Regions from separate parts of the Mus musculus genome. Here regions 1, 2, 3, 4 and 6 are each linked to region 5. The links are chromatin contacts, called in public HiCAR-type, HiChIP or PLAC-seq and promoter capture Hi-C maps. All regions are on one chromosome and are shown on one strand. The core of a region is the stretch at or near the end of the contact, and the rest is flanking DNA. Distances in the headings are between cores, read along the strand shown. Region 1 overlaps Sdk1 (sidekick cell adhesion molecule 1). Region 2 overlaps Sdk1 (sidekick cell adhesion molecule 1). Region 3 overlaps Sdk1 (sidekick cell adhesion molecule 1). Region 4 overlaps Sdk1 (sidekick cell adhesion molecule 1). Region 5 holds the start of Sdk1 (sidekick cell adhesion molecule 1). Region 6 overlaps Sdk1 (sidekick cell adhesion molecule 1).

What was found. Promoter capture Hi-C pulls out the DNA fragments that hold promoters and counts their contacts. HiCAR-type assays count read pairs that join an accessible place to other places. HiChIP or PLAC-seq counts read pairs in DNA pulled down with a chosen protein or histone mark.
Region 1: a contact with region 5 is called in an H3K27ac HiChIP or PLAC-seq map of VIP interneurons, with 8 times the contacts expected there. The contact joins the enhancer-like site here to the promoter of Sdk1 in region 5. A contact is called at or near these places in 6 of 39 promoter capture datasets (the 3T3-L1 cell line, cranial neural crest, embryonic stem cells and 2 more), 10 of 115 datasets of contacts at active chromatin or transcription factors (VIP interneurons, craniofacial prominence, embryonic basal ganglia and 7 more) and 1 of 9 other capture datasets (embryonic stem cells).
Region 2: a contact with region 5 is called in a HiCAR-type map of kidney, with 5 times the contacts expected there. The contact joins the enhancer-like site here to the promoter of Sdk1 in region 5. A contact is called at or near these places in 12 of 39 promoter capture datasets (the 3T3-L1 cell line, 3T3-L1-derived adipocytes, the HPC-7 cell line and 8 more), 13 of 484 Hi-C or Micro-C datasets (cardiomyocytes, cerebellum, cerebral cortex and 8 more), 11 of 115 datasets of contacts at active chromatin or transcription factors (craniofacial prominence, differentiating embryonic stem cells, embryonic basal ganglia and 8 more) and 1 of 9 other capture datasets (adipose tissue).
Region 3: a HiCAR-type map of embryonic stem cells shows a contact between it and region 5, with 7 times the contacts expected there. The contact joins the enhancer-like site here to the promoter of Sdk1 in region 5. A contact is called at or near these places in 5 of 39 promoter capture datasets (the C10 cell line, embryonic stem cells, hippocampal neurons and 1 more), 6 of 115 datasets of contacts at active chromatin or transcription factors (VIP interneurons, embryonic hindbrain, embryonic stem cells and 1 more) and 1 of 9 other capture datasets (embryonic stem cells).
Region 4: a contact with region 5 is called in a promoter capture Hi-C map of hippocampal neurons, with 8 times the contacts expected there. The contact joins the enhancer-like site here to the promoter of Sdk1 in region 5. A contact is called at or near these places in 8 of 39 promoter capture datasets (the 3T3-L1 cell line, cranial neural crest, embryonic stem cells and 5 more), 1 of 484 Hi-C or Micro-C datasets (lens fibers), 9 of 115 datasets of contacts at active chromatin or transcription factors (VIP interneurons, craniofacial prominence, embryonic basal ganglia and 6 more) and 1 of 9 other capture datasets (embryonic stem cells).
Region 6: an H3K4me3 HiChIP or PLAC-seq map of neural tube shows a contact between it and region 5, with 4 times the contacts expected there. The contact joins the enhancer-like site here to the promoter of Sdk1 in region 5. A contact is called at or near these places in 9 of 39 promoter capture datasets (the 3T3-L1 cell line, the C10 cell line, HPC-7-derived erythroid cells and 5 more), 6 of 115 datasets of contacts at active chromatin or transcription factors (craniofacial prominence, embryonic forebrain, embryonic midbrain and 3 more) and 2 of 9 other capture datasets (adipose tissue and embryonic stem cells).

Annotation. Positions count from the first base shown.
Region 1 is chr5:141,939,409-141,942,746 of GRCm38.p6, forward strand. The region is part of intron 7 of Sdk1 (sidekick cell adhesion molecule 1); the gene reads left to right. Among named protein-coding and RNA genes, the nearest start is that of Gm52792, 190 kb to the right of the region's middle. Within about 2 kb of position 1,388, at least 5 of the 459 cell types and tissues checked have an H3K27ac peak or open chromatin away from gene starts, as enhancers often do. A contact at or near this core is called in VIP interneurons, where this site is marked.
Region 2 is chr5:141,856,063-141,859,417 of GRCm38.p6, forward strand. The region is part of intron 5 of Sdk1 (sidekick cell adhesion molecule 1); the gene reads left to right. Among named protein-coding and RNA genes, the nearest start is that of Gm52792, 280 kb to the right of the region's middle. Within about 2 kb of position 1,904, at least 20 of the 459 cell types and tissues checked have an H3K27ac peak or open chromatin away from gene starts, as enhancers often do. A contact at or near this core is called in kidney, where this site is marked.
Region 3 is chr5:142,128,630-142,131,636 of GRCm38.p6, forward strand. The region is part of intron 31 of Sdk1 (sidekick cell adhesion molecule 1); the gene reads left to right. Gm52792 (a long non-coding RNA gene) reads right to left here. Exons shown (of 3, transcript XR_003955822.1): 2 at 2,650-2,763; 3 at 165-1,300. Among named protein-coding and RNA genes, the nearest start is that of Gm52792, 4.6 kb to the right of the region's middle. Within about 2 kb of position 1,527, at least 20 of the 459 cell types and tissues checked have an H3K27ac peak or open chromatin away from gene starts, as enhancers often do. A contact at or near this core is called in embryonic stem cells, where this site is marked.
Region 4 is chr5:141,884,486-141,887,934 of GRCm38.p6, forward strand. All of the region lies in intron 5 of Sdk1 (sidekick cell adhesion molecule 1), which reads left to right. Among named protein-coding and RNA genes, the nearest start is that of Gm52792, 250 kb to the right of the region's middle. Within about 2 kb of position 1,671, at least 9 of the 459 cell types and tissues checked have an H3K27ac peak or open chromatin away from gene starts, as enhancers often do. A contact at or near this core is called in VIP interneurons and hippocampal neurons, where this site is marked.
Region 5 is chr5:141,239,803-141,243,292 of GRCm38.p6, forward strand. Sdk1 (sidekick cell adhesion molecule 1) reads left to right here and starts at 1,732. Exons shown (of 45, transcript NM_177879.5): 1 at 1,732-2,290. The coding sequence starts at 2,047.
Region 6 is chr5:142,178,524-142,181,985 of GRCm38.p6, forward strand. The region is part of intron 40 of Sdk1 (sidekick cell adhesion molecule 1); the gene reads left to right. Among named protein-coding and RNA genes, the nearest start is that of Gm52792, 46 kb to the left of the region's middle. Within about 2 kb of position 1,323, at least 26 of the 459 cell types and tissues checked have an H3K27ac peak or open chromatin away from gene starts, as enhancers often do. A contact at or near this core is called in neural tube, where this site is marked.

The DNA.
Region 1 (3,338 bases), core at 138-2,637, 700 kb after region 5:
TTGCAAAAAGAAAAATGCAGATAGATTTCTATGAAATTAGCCAGCACCGAGCAGCATTGCATAGAAGGTGGTTGCCCTGAGCAGTCTCTTGTCTGTTAGCCATCAGGACAGGGGTTTGCGCTCTCCCTGTGACTTTGCTACATACAGCCCACCAGCAACCTCCAGAGCAGGTCATGAGGGTGATCAGAGAATCAGAGCCATGGGGCAGAGTCGCCAATCACTGCTGATCCCACCCGAGGGTCTGAGCTCTGGCTGCCAGTGCTAGATATAGATGTGAAAATCATATCCCATTCTCAGCAGAGACTTCCATTGGGCTTGATCTATGGCTGTCTGAGCACAGTCCATTATAGATTGAACCAAAATTAAAATTTGTTATGTGTAAATCTCTGGAAGACAGGACTCTATTGTGTTAAAAAACATTTTTAAGGTAATTTAAACAAGGGAGGAAATTTATCTCCCTATAAACTGGGAATGTTTGCCTCTATCACCATTCCTTCCTCGAGTATTTAAATCTATCATCCTAACTTTGATCTCAAATTCACATCAGAATCGGTTTTTGCATTTAGCCCTTACCATCCCTCATGTTCTGGCTTGGAAAGGTACGGGAACACACTCCAGTTCTTTTGTCTGTAGATGAATGTATGTGTGTGCACATGTTCGTGTATGTTCAGACATTGAATGCCTTCCTCAGTCACTCTTAACCTTATTTTGGGGATTTAAAAAATGTGTGTGTGTGTGTGTGTGTGTGTGTGTGTGTGTGTGTGTATACAGCAGCCTGTGTAGACCCAAAGAGAGTGTTGGTTCCCCCAGAGCTGAAGTCGAAGGCAGATACCAGCCTCCTGATGTGGGTGCTTGGAGCTGAACTTGGGTCCTTTGCTAGAACAGTAAATTCTCTTAACTGCTGAGCCACCTCCCTTAGTTTTTGAGACAGGGTCTCTCACTGAACCTGTGATTGCCATTTTGTCTAGTCTGACTGCCGAGCCTCAGGGATCCTCCTGTTCCTACCTGCAGCATCCCTCTGTGGTAGAGTCACAGGGACACACTGTCATGAGTGCTGAGGGCACACACTCAGGTCTCCATACTTGTGCAGTGAGTACCTCACCACTGAGCCACCTCTTGTCCCCAGCACTTTCTGTCTGAATAAGTTTGGCTTCAGTCCCCTTTTGTTTAGAAGTTGTTGTGACAGATGAAATTTTGTGGTTGGGTCACACTGGAGAAAACACTGAAGAAAGCATTTCTGTTGATTCAAAGGACTCAGGGATTGTCACCAAGCTCGGCCACCACATCAGGGAGGGATTCCGAGCAATCGTGACCAATCTACCAGGCTGTCACCAGCAGAGCTGGGCAGAGAGCTATTGATATGAGCATGCAGATGAATGGAAGCGAAAGGAATAGCCTTCCAATTATGGATATTTCACACTGATGAGACGAGACAGACGGCAGCGGCTGTTTGCCCTGCCTGTCAGCTTCCAGCCGAATTGCTCAATTTCTGTAGTCTAAACAGGACTCCAAGCTCTGATCACTAGAAGGTGCCTGGCATCCACACTGTAGAGCCCTGAGGTCTGTCCCCTGACCCCCTCACTGCTCAGTTGTCCTGCTGTCCCTCTTTCCTCCTGACCTCTGCTGTGACATCTCCCTGCTGGCCAGACTCTGGGCCATTGCTCTGACACTCAGAGGCTAGTGTGTAACATGACCGCTGCCTCCCTATGGTGTACAACTTTCTGCTCTGCTACCACCTTCTCTTTCTTGGTGGCATCTTTCAGGCATAGGAACCAACTTTACCCACCATGGGGGGGGGGGGAGTGCTGGTGCTGCCCCCCCCAGGAGAAGCTCCACCCCTGCATCTGCTGATAGACTGTGAGCTTTGCTACTACTAACCATGCAGTTCTATGCTGGAGATTGTCCATAGTCTGCAATGGGCCTTGCCTCTTCTTGCTCTCTAAACAGTTCAGCCATCTCCCAAGCACTGCCTCTGCCTCTGCAGCCAGTGTCTGGGGCCAGCTTTGTTGGAGGCAAACCCTGGATGGTGGCCTCAGGCTGTGAGCAGCTGTCTGTGACTGACCTATCCATCCTTTAGCTTCTGACAAGCTTGCCTGTCAGTGAGACTAGGTGTCCCTTGAGAATCTCCTGGAAGTCACTGTGCAAGAGTCTCAGCTCTGCTCTGTAGCAGTTGGCACATGGTAGCAAGGTATGTGGCAGGGAGATATAAGCATAGGTTTTAGGGTTCATGTCTGACTGTATGGGTACCTGGTCGCTGAGCTTTAATGAGTGTCTTTGATATTCTTGGCCTTGGTTCTGATCCCTGACATGGAGAGGTGGTAGGTAAGGCTACTGTCTGAAACAAGGGAGAGTCAACAAAGCAAGCTCACCATAAAAGTGCTGAAAGAATGGCTTCACGTGTCATTAGCATGACCACCATAGCACGTGTTGCTGGCTAGTGAGTGTCTATGTCATATTAATGAGTGTATGTGTAACATCAGTGAGTGTATCCATCACACTCTTTTTACACTAAGAGCCATGATGCTCTCGCCATCCTTGGAACATTGGTAATTTGGTCAGGATAAAACAAAGGATGGCAACTGTGATGGCTGGCTTTAACTGTCCATGTGACACACTCTAGTGTCACCTGGGAGGAGTCTCAGTGAGGAACTGGCTGGTTCAGGTTGACCTGTGGACATGCCTGTCAGGGATTGTCTTAATTAAGTTAATGGATATAGGAAGACCCATCCTAAAGCCAGCAGCACCATCCTTGACTCCAGACCCTGGACCGTGGAGAAAGCAAGCTAAGTACCAAGTATGCATATGGTTGTTGTCTCTGGCCTTGGCTGCAGCTATGACCAACTAGCTGCTTTAAGTCCAGGAGTATGAGGCAGCGGGTCATACTGCATCCTCAGTCAGGGAGCAGAAAGAGATGAACTCTTGTGCTCAGCTCACTTTGTGCTTTAAATTGACTCCAGCCACCGGTTCCTCTCTGCTGTGGTGGACCACAACCTGGAGGTGTAGGCTAAAATAAACCCTGTCTCCCCTAAGTTGCTTTTCATCAGGGTGTTTTATCACAGCGACAGAAATAAAACTAGGCCAGTGGCTCTTACCAACTATAGCATCTTGGACCACTGGTGTGTGTGGGGGAAACCATTAGACACCTTTTCCTCCCAACTGACAGATTCAGCATGTCCCACAGAAGCCATAGCTGCTCTGGGCCCACCCCTGCCAGTGTGCACAGAGTTCCTTCACACCCACCCTAGTCCTAGGAGCAGAGAGTGGCTATGTTGGTTTTTCTCATTGTTGTAACAAAACTAACTGAGCAAAGTAACTTAGGGAGGAGTGGTTATTTCCTC
Region 2 (3,355 bases), core at 654-3,153, 620 kb after region 5:
GTGTGTGTGTTGACATGCCTGTGGAGGGCAGAGGACAACCTCAGGTGTCGGTCTTCATCCATCACCTTGTTTGACATGGGATCTTTTGCTGTTTGCCTCACTGCAAGCTACCTTCCCATGAGCTTCTTGAGGATCCTGTGTCTGCTTCCATCTTGCTAGGAGCATGGCATTACAGATGTGTGCTGCTATGTCCAGCATTAATTGCTTCCTAGGGGTTCAGACTCAGGTTCTCACATCTGTACCATCAAAACCTCACAGTTATCTCTTCTGCCCGTATGCTCTTTCTTCTCCTGGTTACCCTTCAGGGCTGCTCTGATGGGAGTGTCAGGCATCCTTGAACTGCACTCAGGGCTGCCGAAGCTTTCTTGAAATACAGGGTGTATCAGGCACATGGGTAGTCAAGCAGGGCTGTGACAACCTGTAATAGCTGGTTTAGAAAGAGACCTGTAAAGGAACTGGCAATTTCCAAGAGCTGGCTGCTTCAGCACTCAGCCCTGCAAACTGCTTAAGCCCGACTACATGGCTTCAAGTTACCTATAACTCATCCCTCCCACTTAGGAGAGAAGGCAGAACAGGTGCACTGCACTGCGCATGTCTGTAACTGGTCTTTATATTCACATACCCTTAGGAACACTCTGAGCTCAGCTTCTGCCTCAGCCCTCTGCCACTCTGGACTCTGCCCTGGCCCCTCTCTGGTTGCTCAGTGAGCTTGGGGCCTGCTGCTATTTTCCCCCTCAATTCTGACTCCAGAGCTTGCTCCTAAGAGTGCCACAATGTTTGTGTCCACAAAGGAGCCCACTCCAAAGACAAGCTAGCAAGTGTCACTGAAGATGTGAAGTTTTGCAGGTCGCAGGCTGAGAAGGTGGGTCATGCTCAGTGAAGATGGACAATGGTGCATACACAGCATGCTGGGCGATGGAGAGGCAGGGCATGCTGAGTGATGAAGAAAGGTGAAGGATCTGAGTGATGGACAGATCAGGTATGCTGCTGGTACACACAGCTTTGTGTGCTTTGACGGAACCAAGAGCCCACTTCAGGTCCATGTGATGACCTAGGATCTGGGTTCTTTGATCCCTTGGCTTTCAGCCTCAACTTCACCAATGCCATAAACAAGGACTTTAGGGCAAGTAGCTGGGCTTCAGTATCCCCGATTGGCTGTCCTCAGCCACCCATCCCTAGACACCGATTAGAGACAAGTGGTGATGGGAAGCAGAGGAAGGGGATTCATTCAATGTGGCCCAGGACAGAAGCACAAATACTGATGTCCAGTGACTCCCCTAAGTCCATCATCAAGGTTCTGGCCTGAGCTTTAGGTTAAACTAGAACAATTGGGTGGGGCTGGGGGTGGTAGGGGTGAGGAGAAGTGTACTTACTTAAGCAGTCCTGGTCAAAGTGGGGTCTACAGACTATCATCTCCATTAGGGTTCCTCAAGGTGGCCCAGAGACATCGTTTTCATGAAGGGACAAACTGGCCCTCAGGAGGTCATTGCTCCTGCTCCAGGTACAGCCTGATCATCAAGACGACTCTCCTTATCTGGTGCTGGCTGAGGGAGGTTATTTTGATCTGTCTTGCAAAGATTTGCTTTTTGGAATATAAAAAGTGACTCAAAGAGCCAAATGTTATGTTAGGGGACGGGAGAGGAGAGAGGAGAGGGAGAGAGAGGGAGCAGTGATTTGAATCAGCCTTCAGGCAGAACAGCAGGGGTCTAAAAGAGAGTTTTAGCCCTACTAGACAAGCAGTGGGACTACTTGTAAAGTCTCTGAGCCAAGGGAAGCTCTTGCACCAGGGGGAAGTAGGCTTAGTTAATCTGTGACTTGCACTAAGTGACAGGTAAGGGAGCAGGGGTGCTGGTACTCTGTGACAGGGTCACTGTTCACTCGCTGGGTAATGGCATGGGACTTGGTTAATGTGTAACCCATGGGATGTGACAATATTTAGGCTGTTGCAAGCCCTGGGAGGCATGGGGTGGGTGTGTTGGGTGTGATCTTGCCTGTGCTGCCCTATGGGCTAAGGGTCTGGTTATTACCTGTCAGGCAGGCTCAAGTAAGGAGTCCCTGCTTCCTGTTGTTGTTGCTGCTGACTTCTAATGTATACATTTGTTCCTGTGTGTGTGTGGGTGTGTGCATGTAAGTGCAGTGTCCTCAGAGGCCAGAAGGAAAGCTGGAGTGACAGGTGATTGTGAGCCACTGAACATGAGTGCTGGGAACTTAACTCAGGGCCTCTCTGTAGGAGCAGCAAGCGCTCTTAACCACTGAGCCATGTCTCCAGCCCAAATCCATGCTTCTTTAGCAAAAGCGGTTTCTTGGTACCTGTTTCAGCAGTCACAGAAGCCCTGAAAATGACACACCCCTGCTGGGCTTTTTCACTAACTCAGCCCAGAAATGATAGCACCATGGATTTCCATTTCAGTAGCCAAATCCGTGCCCCAGCTCATTACAAAGAAGCTTAGATGTGCAGGCTCCCCTGTGCCTGGCAAGGGTGGAGAGGGACCACTGGATATTAGCAACCCCAGAAATGCCTTCCCAGGAGGGCTGGATAATAATTAAGCAATCATGATCAAGGCTGCCTAGGGCTTTCCTGGGGTTTTCTAAAAGGCTAGAGGAATCTTGCCCCAGGGCTGTAAATGTCAGTTGCTCATTAATTCCTCAGAAATGCCTAGAGCTAAGACTGCTATTTCTAGTAGCGTGCATTTGTTCTGCTATTTAACAAAACAAAACAAAAAAAAAAAAAAAAAAAAAAAGCGTGCCTTGTCATGTACCTCCAGACCTGGCTATTCTTTGGGCAGAGAAATGCGGTTCATTTCAGGCATCATGTTAGTTGTAGCATCTCCTCCCCCTCCTCCTACCAAGTCTTATTTGGGGATAAATCTCATCGCACGGAATAGCATCACGGGCTAGAAGCCAGCAGTTGTTCTCACAGCTGTTTCAAAACCTAAGCAACTAAAACTGCATTTGAATGTTTATTTGAATAATCCTTTTCTCCCCAGCAACTGAGGTAGGATCTGCCCACCCTAGGCCTGCAAATCTTTATTTACAGTTCTGTTCTCCGTGGGCTGTGTCTCACAGACAGGGCCTTGTCAGTTCATAGACTTCTCCACCTTAGCTTCAAAGACGCTGTCCAAAGGATTCAACCAAAAGAGACCCACAGTTGTAGAGAGTCCTTGACTGTATTTTATTTAAATGAGCAAGACTGGGTTGTTTCTTCTTCTTCTTCTTCTTCTTCTTCTTCTTCTTCTTCTTCTTCTTCTTCTTCTTCTTCTTCTTCTTCCTCCTCCTCCTCCTCCTCCTCCTCCTCCTCTTCCTCCCCTCCCCCTCCCCCTCCCCCTCCCCCTCCCCCCCCTCCCCTCCTCCTCCT
Region 3 (3,007 bases), core at 277-2,776, 890 kb after region 5:
CTAGCCCAAGGATGGAGATAACCCATTGCAGCTTCCCAGCTGCACTCAAGATGTTTGATGCAAAAACAAAATAAAAACAAACAAACAAAAAACCAGAGAGCTCTCACCTCCACAGGAATGGGAGATACTTTACGTGGGAGTCAAATCTGAGTGACTGTGGTCCAGGGAAACACGGATTCAGGTTGCCTTAAATTCTGTATTCCAACATGATAACAATTCCATACAGTTTTTATAGTAGCTGAACAAAGGAAATTTTAAACAAGAACAATTTTGCATCAATGTGTGGAACAAATTGGTGGGAACACCAGGTAGGTAAGATATGGTAATGTTGACTCTACATCTCAGACTTATCTGGTGACATTTTTAGCCTTTGAGTTAGGGAAGCTGGGGTCTGTTTATACATTCCAAAAGGATTTACATAACAGTCACAATGGTGTTAGATTGCGCACAGTGGTAGGGAATCCATGGTTATTTAGGGACTAAGATAGCCAAAGATAATTCAGCTCCCTGACCTGTAACATTCCAACTTTCTAGGGTCACAGAAGTTGCAATGGTTAATGTAGATAGCCTTTTTTTTCCCCTGAGAACTTCAGCTAACAGAGAGAATTTGCTGCAAACCCAGCATCCATACTGTTGTGTCCACTGGGTCTGGTCCTGATGAAAAGGACTCTAGGCTTCCCTGAATCCCTGGAAAAATGAATCCTGTGCTCTCATCCTGAGAGTTGATGAGATCCTGCTTGCAGCTGTAGGGGCCAAGAAGCAGCAGAGCTCAGGAGAGAAGCGGTGACCTTGTACAGGAAGCTGGGTGGGTGGCCCAAGGCGCCTGGCAGGGCAGGTGGGAAACAGCAGACACAAACCCCCTTCACTCATTGCTAAGAATATGTGGAGGGAGAAAGGCTATCAATGAACTCCTTTAAACCTGAGGGTGTGCTGACTGGAGAGAAAGTCCAGCGAGCAGCGTACTTGTTGCTCAAGCATAAGGACCTGGGTTCAAATCTCCAGCACCCATGTTACCAAAAAAAAAATCTCAACAACATTTGTAACCCCAGCAGGTGAATGGGGGTGGAGGTGCCAGGGCTTAGCTAGCCAGTTTAGCCAAAGTGGAGAAACTGTGGGTTCAGCAATAGACTTTCAAACTAAGGTAGAGAGCAGCGAAGAGATATCCAGCTTTAACTTCCAGCCTACGCACACTCCCCTGAGGACCAGCATGGGGCATAAACATGTACACATATGCATAGAGTCTACACACAAGAGAGGGGAGGGGGTGGAACAAGGGTAGAAAGTCGGCATCAAAGGAAACCTGAAAAAAAAAAAACCACATTCATTTTTATCTTGCATCAGACACAATGGAGAGAATATTTGCAACAGTGCACTAATTCTTAGAAGAAAGGAACCCAGACACCTAGCAGGCTGCTTTCATTGTTGGGTTATCTCTGACAAACAGGGAGCACGGGATCCTGACAGGCTCCCAGCGACCTCAAGGAATAGGCCATTTCTGAAAAGCTATTCAAGGACCTCTCCAGACTCCCCAGGCCCCTTCTTAAGCCTTTGATATTCAAATGGAGCTTTTGAGGCTCCTATCTCATCATCTTCCTTGTCTGAGACTTGCAATTTCCCTTTGTGGGTGGATTTGCATTGTGTTTGTGGCCCTTTGTCTCTCTCTGTCAGGTGGAGATTGACTGGCAAGACCAACCCTACCACAGCTAGAAGAGGGAGGGGCTTCTGATGACTCTGAGTGACATTTTCTTTTTCTTATGTTAGGGATGGGATCCAAAGCCTTGCAGGTGTTCACCCCAGCCCCTCACTGGGGGATTCTAGGCAGGGGTCTACCACTGAGCCACACCCCAGCCCCTCACTGGGGGATTCTAGGCAGGGGCTCTACCACTGAGCCACACCCCAGCCCCTCACTGGGGCATTCTGGGTACTTACTCTGTAACTAAGCCATTCCCTTAGACATTGTTGGTTTTGGGTTTTTTATCTTTGTTTTGTTTTGTGCTGTTTGACAGAGATTCAGTTATGGCACAAGCTGGTCTTGAGTTTGCAGTCCCTCTGCTTGTGCTTCCAAAGTCCCCAGGACCCCAAGCATAGTGGTCCCTGATCACCATTTTTTTGTTGGCCGTTTTGTTTGTTTGTTTGTTTGTTTTTCGAGGCAGGTTTTTCAAGGACTATTTAACAGTCTTGGCTACCCTGGAATTCATTTTATAGACTAGGCCGGCCTTGAACTCACAGCGATCCACGTGTCTCTGCTTCTTGAATGTTAGAATTAAAAGTGTGCACCACCACTGCACAGTCCACATTTCTAATTAACCTGATATCTATCCACTGCACAGGATTCTTGGGACGGATAAAGGTCCACATTGATGATAGTATAAGGTCTAGAGCAATGGTTCTCAACCTTCCTAATACTACAACCCTTTGATACAATTCCTTATGTTGTGGTGAACCCCCCCCCCAACCATTAAATTATTTTCATTGCTACTTCATAACTGTAATTTTAGGCAACCCCTGTGAAAAGAGTCATTCAACTCCCAAAGAGGTCACCACCCATAGGTTGAGAACCACCGGCCTAGAGGGTGACACTAGGGTCCACATGTATGGCCAAGTGTGGATGGCCTGGAGGACTCAGAGGAGAATCAGCCTGGGACAAACCTGGGATGTGAGGTAGACAGAGCCCGGTACACATGTGAGGTCAAGGACTATGCCCAATCCTGTCTAGCTCCATAAGCACTTGTTGGACTGGCTCTTCTTGGCACTCGGGCACAGCTGAGGAGATATAGAGGATCAGTTTGGTAGATAAGCGAGGACTATGTGATCTGGAGAGGGCAAAAGGGCCATGGGGAGGAGGCCTCCTACACCTGATACATGATAGGGTTCTGCTTTGGTCCAAAAGCAGGCTCAGCCATGGCAGGAACCAACCCAACCTTGTCCTTCCTGAGACCAGACCAAACCACTACAGCGTCCTGGCTCACAGCCAGATGCCGTTTGCCTTGCTAACTGGCCAGCAGCA
Region 4 (3,449 bases), core at 421-2,920, 640 kb after region 5:
AGCTGCAGAGCAGTGTGACAGTGACAGTGTTCTAACAGCCGAAAGCCCAGACTGTTCATGGACCTGTGTCTACAGCCAGCTGGCTCCTGCTGTGTATCTAATATGCACTGTGGAAAATGGGCATATGCACACATTATATGCACACATGCAAACATATCCTATACACACAATATACAGGAAATTGCTAGATACAAGTAATGGTAAGGAGACAGATATGGTAGCACCCACAGACTCTGCACTGCCAGTGCTTCCAGCTTCCCTCCATGTCCGGAAGCTGCCATGGTCCTTGTGCTTGGCCTTCAAGCAGACCCTCAGGTGGTGGTGTAGTCTGGATAAGAGTGCCCCTCAAAGGCTTGAAAAGGCTCCCATGTTGAAGATTTGTGTCTGGCTGCTGATGCTCAGGGCAGTGATGGGATCATCAGGGTTTTGACCTAGTTGGTTGATTAGTCCCTTAACGGATTCATTGATCCATGAAATTATTGGGAGGGAGATGGTAGACCTTAATTCTGGTGGGAGAACTTAGGTCACCAGAGGCTTGCCTCTGCAGTGTGGCAAGTATCTCCACACTCCTCCTCTCTGTCCCTGCTTCCTGGCTGCTGAGAGATGGATGTTTCTTTTTTCCCATGCTTACACCATGATGATCTAGACCATGGGCCAAAATGTCTAAAGTCTTGACAAAAAGAAGAGGAAGGGGAAGGGGAAGAGGAAGGAGGGGAGGGGAGGAAGAAAGGGGAGGGGGGAGGAAGAGGAAGAGGAGGAGGAGGAAGAGGAAGAGAAAGAAGAAGATGAAGAAGAAGAAGAAGAAGAAGAAGAAGAAGAAGAAGAAGAAGAAGAAGAAGAAGAAGAAGAAGAAGAATTCCTCCCTGAGTGTTTCCTCTGATACTCTGTCCTGTGCTGAGAACCTAACTTAGGCAGAGACACTCCAGGCTAATCCTGCTCTGGCCCCAGCACAGGTACCAGGCTGCCCCACATGTCATGGGTTCACAGGTGTGCCATGCTGCAGGTGAACAGCGCCGGGTCAGCCTGTATCCGTCCTCCATCCTCCTTCATGATGCCACTGTGACCTCTGCTGAGGCTGACAAGGTCAGTAGGCAGCTCAGGAACATGGCTGTTGGATCCAGACTGAGGCCTGACAGATACAAGTCCTTATGAACATACGGGACCTCCATCAAGTGGAATTATTTCCAAGGATGAACGAAGATGCATTCTCTTAGTAAGAATATTTTAAAACTTAACTACTTCCCTGGATGCTCTGTGATTAAACCACCCTCTCTCCCTTGCCTGGCCTACAATTTTGTCAGCCCATCTGCAGGGCTTGCTTTAGTGAGGGCCCTCTTCACGCCTTAAACAGCCCCTTTCAGATAAAAGTTAAACAAAGGAAGGCAGCACACACAGCCTTGAACACACATCACAAGCAATAAGAATTATTATTTCTCCACAACCTCCCACCCTCTGGAGTAAGCAGAAGGGGCCAAAGGCTAGGTTCGTTTAAAATGAACAAAAATAGTGCAAATATTGATGTGCAAAAGACTGTCTGAAAGGACTGTTACCTTTTTGGTGATGGTGATGTGGAATCCTGTTTATTTGCAGGGACAAAAAAAAGGGAAAAAAGAAAAAGAGTCAGTGTGTGAATAGCCTCCTGCGTGATGCTGCATCAGCAGATGGCTCTGCTCTTTCCCCTGGAATGTGCATGCTCCGCGCTCTGTTCCTGGGCCAGCAGAGCTTTAGTAAAGAGAGGATCTGTGCATTCAAAGGGAGAAAACAAATGCAGAGGGTTCTGCCCACCACTCTCTGTAAAGGCTTTCTGGGTTGGGGAATCCGCGTGCGTAGGGAAAAACGGCTGCCTACAGCAGAACGCTGCAAAGCAGGCCGCTGGCCCTCATCCGTAGACTCTGTGTCCTGAGGGTGCTGAGATCCACTCACACTCCCGAGGTCACAGAGCACTGAGCAGGTGCGAGACACGAGAGACACAACACAGGTGTGTCAGGTTAGACACCTCCCTGCTTTCCAGAAGCATTCACAGCTCACGAGGAAGGCTGTCTCAGGCCCAGGCCTGTTTCTCGTTATGTTTCTATTTTTATTTCAAAACATTTGTAATGTTTTTTATATTTACTTGTTTGTGTGTGCATACGTGCCTGTGGGCGTCAGGGGACAGCTTGTTGGAGCTGTGAGACCCAGGATTGACTTGGGTTGTGGGGCTTGGCAGAAGTCACCTTTATTCACTGGGCCGTAACACTGGCAGGTTTTAGTTTTAATTTCTTGTGAGTGTGCATGTGGGTATGTATTCTTGAGGTGAGGACTGTGAATGCATGCGTGTACCCCTGAAGGGAAGGCTATGGGATAGTCTTGGGTGTTGTCCCTCAGGTACACCTCGCTCTTTGCAGACAGGGTCTCTAATTGTCCTGGAACGCCTCAAGAAAGCTAAGTGCCTGGCCAGTTAGCCCCAGGATTCAACATGTCTCTTCCTTTACCAGACTGTGATTACAGGCCCAAATCACCATGCCCCACTTTTAATGAGTTTTAATGTGTTCTATAGATCAAGCTTTATAGCTCACATTAGTGTGGCAAGCTCTTTAAAGACAGAGTCACCTCCCCAGTCCCCACACCTGTTTCTTACACAAATGTGTCACATAGGTACAGGATGGGAGGTGTGGATCTGGGCATTCCCCACTGCCCTGTAAGTCATCTTCAGTCAGTTTTCAGAAGGCCACTGAGTCACCCATTTGGCCTTTCTTCCTGAACACCTGAAGACTCTCCTCCTCCTCCTCCTCCTCCTCCTCCTCCTCCTCCTCCTCCTCCTCCTCCTCCTCCTTCTTTTCCTTCTTCTCCTTTTTGTCTCCATCATAATCAATTATCCAGAAAAAATCGATTATTCAGGCCGTTAACTCTCCAATTAGTCTGGATAATCGACATGCTATTGTACCCCATAAACACAGCACACACTGAGGAGCCAGGCAGGCTTCTTCTCGGGGCTCTCGGGAGCTTCTCTCAGGTCCTCTGCCATGCTGTTGGCTCCCTTTCCACTGTGTCACATATGTGACGCAAGGCTTTTCCAGACAACAACCGCCCTGTTCTACATTCCCAGCTCTGAATTTTATGGGTACTCGAGTAGCCTAGCCAGGGGATTTCTGGAGGGTCTGTCTCTTTCTCTATGTGCATACAAGAATGCATGTACATGTGTGGAGATGCATGTGGAGACCAAAAGACAATTTGGCCATTTCTTTGATGCCAGATACCTTGACCCAGAGTCTCACTCAGGGACCGGGAACTGGGAAAAGTCTGGCATAACACATTTAGTGCATGCTTTTCAGCTCCCCTCATGCTGCTGCACAGCACTGTAATGCACAGTCCACCATGCCATGATGTACGTGTGTGTGTGTGTGTGTGTGTGTGAGAGAGAGAGGGAGAGAGAGAGAGAGAGAGATGTGGTCTGTGTGTGATGTATGCAT
Region 5 (3,490 bases), core at 482-2,981:
CCACTCCACCCTCCATCTCTGAGCAAGGCAGGGGTGCTTAAAGGAGGAGAGGGCAAGATTTGCACCCTTGACCTTAGAGGTCACTTCACGTTTGTAAACACCAGTGACAGCAGTTTGGTGGGGGAGGTGATGCTGCCTGGACCCTCCCAGAGTCCAGTGTCCCCGCGTCGTGCCCCACCCCCTAGCACAGCAGACATTGCTCATTTATCGTTCTCTTGGCATTTACATAAGCCTGTAAGCTTGTAGAAATCCACATAGTTGGCAACAGAAATTTACAAATACCACCTTCCTCCACTCCTGCCAGAATCCACTTGTTCTCGGGGTGCCATCGCTGAGGGGACACTTCTTTTACCTAGCAACCATTGCCCATTTAGAAGCCCTGCCTCCCCCCGCACCCCCCCTCCCCCGCCCCAGAGAACAGTGAATATTTTAGATGCAGTTTTTATTCCTTTGCTTTTTCATAGCATGTGTAGGAAAGGGCAAAAGGCAGAGACTGGGTCTTCAGATAGAGCTCATAACCCACCAATTTTATCTGGGCGTCAGTTTCCCCACTTTTCCTTAACTGTTAACACAGGCAGATGTGTCAAGAGGCAGCTCAGTACAGGGACTCTGCAAACAGGAATTAGCGCTAACTCACGAGTCTCAGCCCCTTGCCTGGGGCTTTTTGTTAGCAGGGACAATCATCAATCACAAGTACTTGTAAGCTGACACAACACACTTCCTAGGGAGCCAGCCCCTGGCAGGGCACACTCGCTGTCTCTTTGGCCTTCTAGTCATATATGACCTCACTCAAACTCCATCACAAGCTCTCCGATAACTCCTAAAAACGCAAGACTGGACTGTTACCCGCCTCTCTCTCCAGTTTCCCTCTCACAAAAGTCCCAGCCTCTAGGCTCCAGCGTGCTTAGTTCACCCTATAAACTCAGCTAATGGTTACCACATGCTGCTGAGGGTCCGCGCCCATCCCGACCTCTCCACCCCTGCAGACTCCCCAGGCCCTGGGATGTCCGATCCTTGACGCTGCAGGTCCTTCCTCCAAATCCTCCCACGCACAGCGGGAAGTACCCTGTACTGTGGTCCTGCTGGCCACGCATGACCTTGGACACTTCTTCCAAAGCCATGTCCACTCCTCAGAATAGGTTGCGTCTTTGCGCCCCACGGTGCTTCTGATTGCTGGGAATTGAAAACTCGATCGCGCGCCTTTCTCCTTTGCAATGACAGCAACTTGGCTCGGAACCACCCCAGCATCAGAGTCCCTGGCTGGAAGCAGGAAGGCTCCCGGGACGCATGGAGGGGCGTGCCCACTGGCCCTCCGATCCCTAGTCCCTCGGGCTCAGTAGGGACTGCGGTGCCAGGGGGCCGCCACACCTGGTGTCGTCCCACCCGCGGGACGTGCAGCTCAGCCCCTGGGGTCTCCCGGCAAGGGAGCAGGCACCGCCCCGCCTGAGCACGCCCCGCAGACAAGCCCGCCGGGGAAGCGCGTGCCGAGACGGCGCGCCGGCTGCAATCCCCGCCGCGGGTCCCTAGGGGGCGCAGCGGGCGCGGGAAGTCGCTCTGGGCCCGGGCACGAAATTGCAAGCGGGCGGGCGCGGCGAGTTTGAAAACAAGCGAGCGCCGTGGGGGCGGGTCCCAGGCGCGAGAGCCGCCGGGCTCGGCCAATCAGATGCGGGTGGCGGGCGCGGGCGGCGCGTGCGGCCGGGCTGTGAATGGGGCGCGGCGGTCGCGGCGGCCGAGGCGAGAGCCGGCGCGCGGGCGGGCGCACTTTCTCCTCAGCGCCGGGCGGGGGCGGCGGCGGCAGAGGCGGCGGCAGAGGCGTTCTGCTCAGCTCCCCTCACAGAGCGCTGCGGGGCCGGCGCTGTGCGGCTGCGAGGAGCGGGGGCGACGTGCTGGGCATTTCCTCGCTCGCTGACAACTTCTCCTCGACCCGGCTCGCTGCTCATCGGAGCCCGGACGCCGCCCCTCGGCGCTCGCCGCTGCCTCAGCGGGTCTGCGCGCTCCCGCCCGCCCTGCCCGTCCCGCGGCGCCCGGGGGTGGCGGCTCCGCGGCATGGCCCGCGCCCGGCCCTCGGTGGCGGGCGGCGGAGTCGCGGCGCCCCCTGAGCGAGCGGGGCCCGGGCGGCCGCGGAGGAGCCGGACCGGTCACCACTGCGACCCCGAGTGCCCAGGGCTGCGCGCAGCGCCCAGGACCCCCGGGCCGGGCGCGGGCCGGCGGGCGGCAAAGTTGAGGCCGGGCCGCGGGTGGTGGGCGCTGCTGTTGCTCCAGCTGCACTTGCTGCGGGCGCTGGCGCAAGGTAGGTGCGGGCCTGACCGCCGAGACACCCCCGAGGTGGACTTTGTGGGTGCCTCCCGGGGTGGGCTTTAGGGGTGCGCAGTCCCGGGGTGGACTCCTGAAGCGCGCGCCGCCAGAGGTGACACCCCAGGGGTGGACTTTGTGGGCTCCACCTGGTCTGTATTATGAGTGGACATCTCTGAGGTGACTTTGCAAGTGGACACCTATGGGCTGGGCTTCAGGGGTGCACAATCTTGGGGTGACAACCCGCAGTGTACTTTGTGGGTGCTACCTGGGATAGACTATGTTGTGAGTGGGTATATCTGGGCTGAGTTTCAGGGCTGTGTAGTCTTAGGGTCACACCTTTGGGATGTACTATATGAGTGGAAACCCCTGAGGTGACTTTGCAAGTAATATACTTCTGGGCTGAGGTTTAGGGGTACACAATCTTGGGTGACACCTTTGGGTGAATTTTGTGGGCACCACTTGGTATGCATTATGACTGGACATCTCTGAGGTGACTTTGCAAGTGGACACCTATGAGCTGAGCTTGAGGGGTGACACCCTGTGGTATACTTTGTGGGCACCATCTGGGATGGGCTATGTTATGAGTGGATACCTTTGGACTGAGTTTCAGGGCTGCAAAGTCTTGGGGTGACACCTTTGGGGTGAACTATATTAGGGGTGGACATCACTGAGGTGACTTTGCAGGTAGATACCTCAGGGCTGAGCTATAGAGAGTTACACAGTCTTGGGGTGACACCTCTGGGGTGAACTATGGATGCATACCCCTTGGCTGGGCTGTGGAGGTGCACACTGGAGTCTTGGAGTGGGCATCACCTGGGATAGACTGTATTAGGATTGAACATCCCTGGGGTGGACTTTAGAGATGGACACATCTGGGCTAGGCCTTGGGAGCATGAAATTTTAGAATTCACACTCCTGGGATAGACTGAGTGATCATTTCCTAGATTATATGAATACACATGGTGGATTTTAAGGTTGACACTCCTGTGGGGGTATATTCAGCTTTGAGTGGGCTAGGGATAGATATCTTTGGGGTGTACATTGGGGATGGATAGATAGTATTGGAGTAGACAACCCTGAGCGGATCCCTGGGTGCTCACACTTTGGATGGATTCTATAGATGAGTGCTGTATTGAATGAGCATCTTTGGGGTGGACTCTTGGGGTGCGCGCCACCTGGGGTGGATTCCCTGAGG
Region 6 (3,462 bases), core at 73-2,572, 940 kb after region 5:
CCTCCTGGGTGCACCCCAAGCCCTTTCCCATTCATTGTGGTTTTCAGTTCTTGGTGGGGTGAGTTTTAACTGAACAAAGAAGAAAATCAATAGTTCCCAGCTGGGCATGGTGGCCGACCTGTCTTCCCAGCATTCCAGAGGATAAGGCAGGAGGATGGTGAAGTCTAGGCCAGCCTAGGCTACCTTGATAGGCAGACCCAGTTTCAGAAATAAACTAGTACCGAGCTAGGGAGATGGGCTCAGTTGATAAAGTGCTTGCCATTGCAAGCATGAGGCCTGGAGTTTGATTCCTACAACCCGTGCTCAATAAAATGAAATAAAGTAAAATAAAATAAGTCAGCAAGCCACTGAGAGACACTGCCTCTAAAACCAAGGGAACAGTACCTGAGAAATGACATCTGCACAGGCACACATGTACATACATGCATGTGCACACACGATAGATAGATAGATAGATAGATAGATAGATAGATAGATAGATAGATGATAGATAGATAGGTAAATAGATGGATGATAGATAGATAGATAGATAGATAGATAGATAGATAGATAGATGATAGATCTCAGCTGAGGCTCTGCATTATGTCAACACACATACACACACACTCTTTCACCCTCCTCTCCACCCCCATCCCAAATGCCTGGGTGTCCTCCTTTCCTGTATCAGTCTCCTTCACTGGCCCTCGCTGCCTTGAGACACACACCCGAGTGCTGTCTGCTACCTTGGGCAAGGACCAGACAAAAGGCATTTTTGTTAGCAGCTGTATTTAGCCTGTTGTTTAAGCCTCAGCTCCTAGCTTGACCATTCATACAGAGAGAAAAGGCAACACTTAAGAAATAAGCAACTGCCAGGCATCCACCCGCTCAGCACTGCAGGCCGCCAGTCGGGCTGTTGGCTGCGTGACTTAGTGGTGAGTGACAGTTTCCATTCAGCATGGAGACCCTGCTTAATTGGCCGTGAAATCAAACTTTTGTATTGGCACGCCGTCTGCCCTGATACCTACAGCGCTTATGCCTGGGCGTTGGAGGGATACATCCAGCAAAGGCCCCTTGGTCATGCTGCACTGGACTCTGTCTCGGTTCAGAGAGGATTGGGTAGCCTGTGAACAAATGCATCTCCTACACTGGGGCTAGGGAGATGCAGGCCTGGAGAGCTAGAGCTGATCCACTCCGTCCTCTAGAAACAAGCATCGCCTTTGGCAGCGGCTGGGTTTGCACCAGAAGAGCCCCTCTGAGTTTAAGACCTCCGTTCTTCCTCTCTAAGGGTGAGCAGCACAGCGGAGGAGGAAGATCACAGAGTCTGTGCTCTCTAAGGGACAGCCATGCAGAGAACTGAACTCCGCAGTTCCACTCTCCTTTGTGAGACCTTAGGTCTGTGGTGACAGCGACGCTTCCTTAGGAACAGCCGCAGTTTCTATCCCGGTGCTTCCTTGCTGCTTCCTTAAGACCTCCAGGCGGACTTTCCCTGACAGTACGCTAAGAAACAAGATTGGCAATCCAGGAACCGGTTACCAGTGATCTATCATGGGGGAGTCCATCAGGGCAGAGTATCCAGGCGTCGGTCCCCCTGAGGATGCATCCAGAGATCACTCATTTTAGATGCAAATATCAAACACCTGGGGATCAGTCTCTCAGGGGTCGATTTATCCTAAGAATCGGTCACCAGGAGCCAAGTCGCCCATGGTTATCTTGTGATGTTATCAGAGGGTTAGGCATCTGGGGACCAGACAAGAGGTCAATCTGACATGTGTTAACTGTCAGGGATCATCTAAGAGACCCACCACCTAGGGGATCTGTCACCCAGAGACCAGTCACTCGGGGGACTGACTGAGAAGTCACCCAGGAAACAAGTCAGTCACTCAGGGGACCAGCTATACAATAGGCCTGTCACCCAGGGGACCCATCACCCAGGGAACCAGTCACCCAGGGAACCCTGTCACCTGGGAATTCATCCTCACAGATCCATCCTCTAGGGTTAGCCGGTAGAGACCTGGCCTTGTGTGTGAGATGTGTGATGTGTGGTGACTGGTGGGTCACCTGCATTCACTGCCCAGGGTTCTCTTGTGATAAACACAGCCATGCTGTCCTCTCTTGTTCTGACTGAGATGGAAGGCCAGGCACTGGGGATCTTCCCAGTACAAGGAGAATCAGTCCCACAAATCTCATTATTGTTAATAGTTCTGTAATGTTATTTTTCTCACAAATTTGTGGAGGTATTTTCTCCATCACTGATTTATTGAGATATTTAGCAGCATAATAAAAATGAGAAAAACAACTCGCAGTTGGGAAACAGTGGCTGCTCCCTCAGCTGCCAAGGGTTTTTTTTTTGTTTTTTGTTTTTTTTTTTTAACCCACTGGTGATCGCTGTGTAAATATTGGTATGGATAAATAGCGCACTGAATTATAATCCGAGTATGATATGCTAATTTTTGAAGGCAGAATTAAGCAAAATAAAAAATGCAAACATTTTCTGCTGATAATTCGGAGGGAAATTATCTTGGCGCCACACCACCCTCCCCTGCTTTCTGAGTGTAAGTGGATGGCTGAATAAATGGCTCAGTGTTGAGATCCTATATCGATATTTTAAAATGTTTCTATAAAATACGCACAGAGTTCCTGGAGCTATGACAGAGCTCTTAAAGTCAAATATAGTCTTTGGGTGGCGACAGACGTGAAGGTGATGGCGTCCATCCCTAGTGACTGCAGAGCGTTAAGGAAGCATGGATGCAGGGCACACTGAGAGAGCTCCCCATAAACACGTGTCCCGTAAGCTGTCCCTTCCTGGAATGTGGGTTGGAGTTGGGCAGGGCATGTTCTTGCCTTCTCTCTCCCTCCTGTCCATGAACTGCACATAGCCTATGAGAACAGAGACTCTCCTGACCAGCGGAAGGGCAGAAGAGTGTCCTACCAGAGTGGGCCCTGAATATTTGTAGGTGAACCAGGGACCATCAGAGGCGTTCCAGGGCTCTGCAGGCCATGTGTATTAAATGTTCCGTCACTCTAGAGTGTTCTTAAGCAAAATTCACCTAAGAAATACAAACCAGGGCTGGAGAGGTGGCTCAGTGGTTAAGATTGCTACTTACAGAGGATCCGAATTTGGCTCCCAGCATCTATTTCAGGCTTGCAACTGGCAATAACTCCACTCCAGGGGATCCCACACCCTCTTCTGGATGCCAAAGGCACCTGCACATACAGACATTCACTCACAGAGACACTCATATAAATCCAAATAAATCTTATTAAAACATGCATACACACACATACTAGCATCCATTCTGTGCATATAAGCCTTGTTAGGAAGCAAGAAGAGAGACACCTATGCTATGGTTTGCTGTTGTGACATTGCCACCCCCGACAGGTCTCTTGATGAACAACCAACGATGTTAATATGTAGGAGTAAATCTCGAGGCTCTACTCTCTGCTGACGCCTTTAAAAAGATCAGCTTCACTCGTTCATTAACC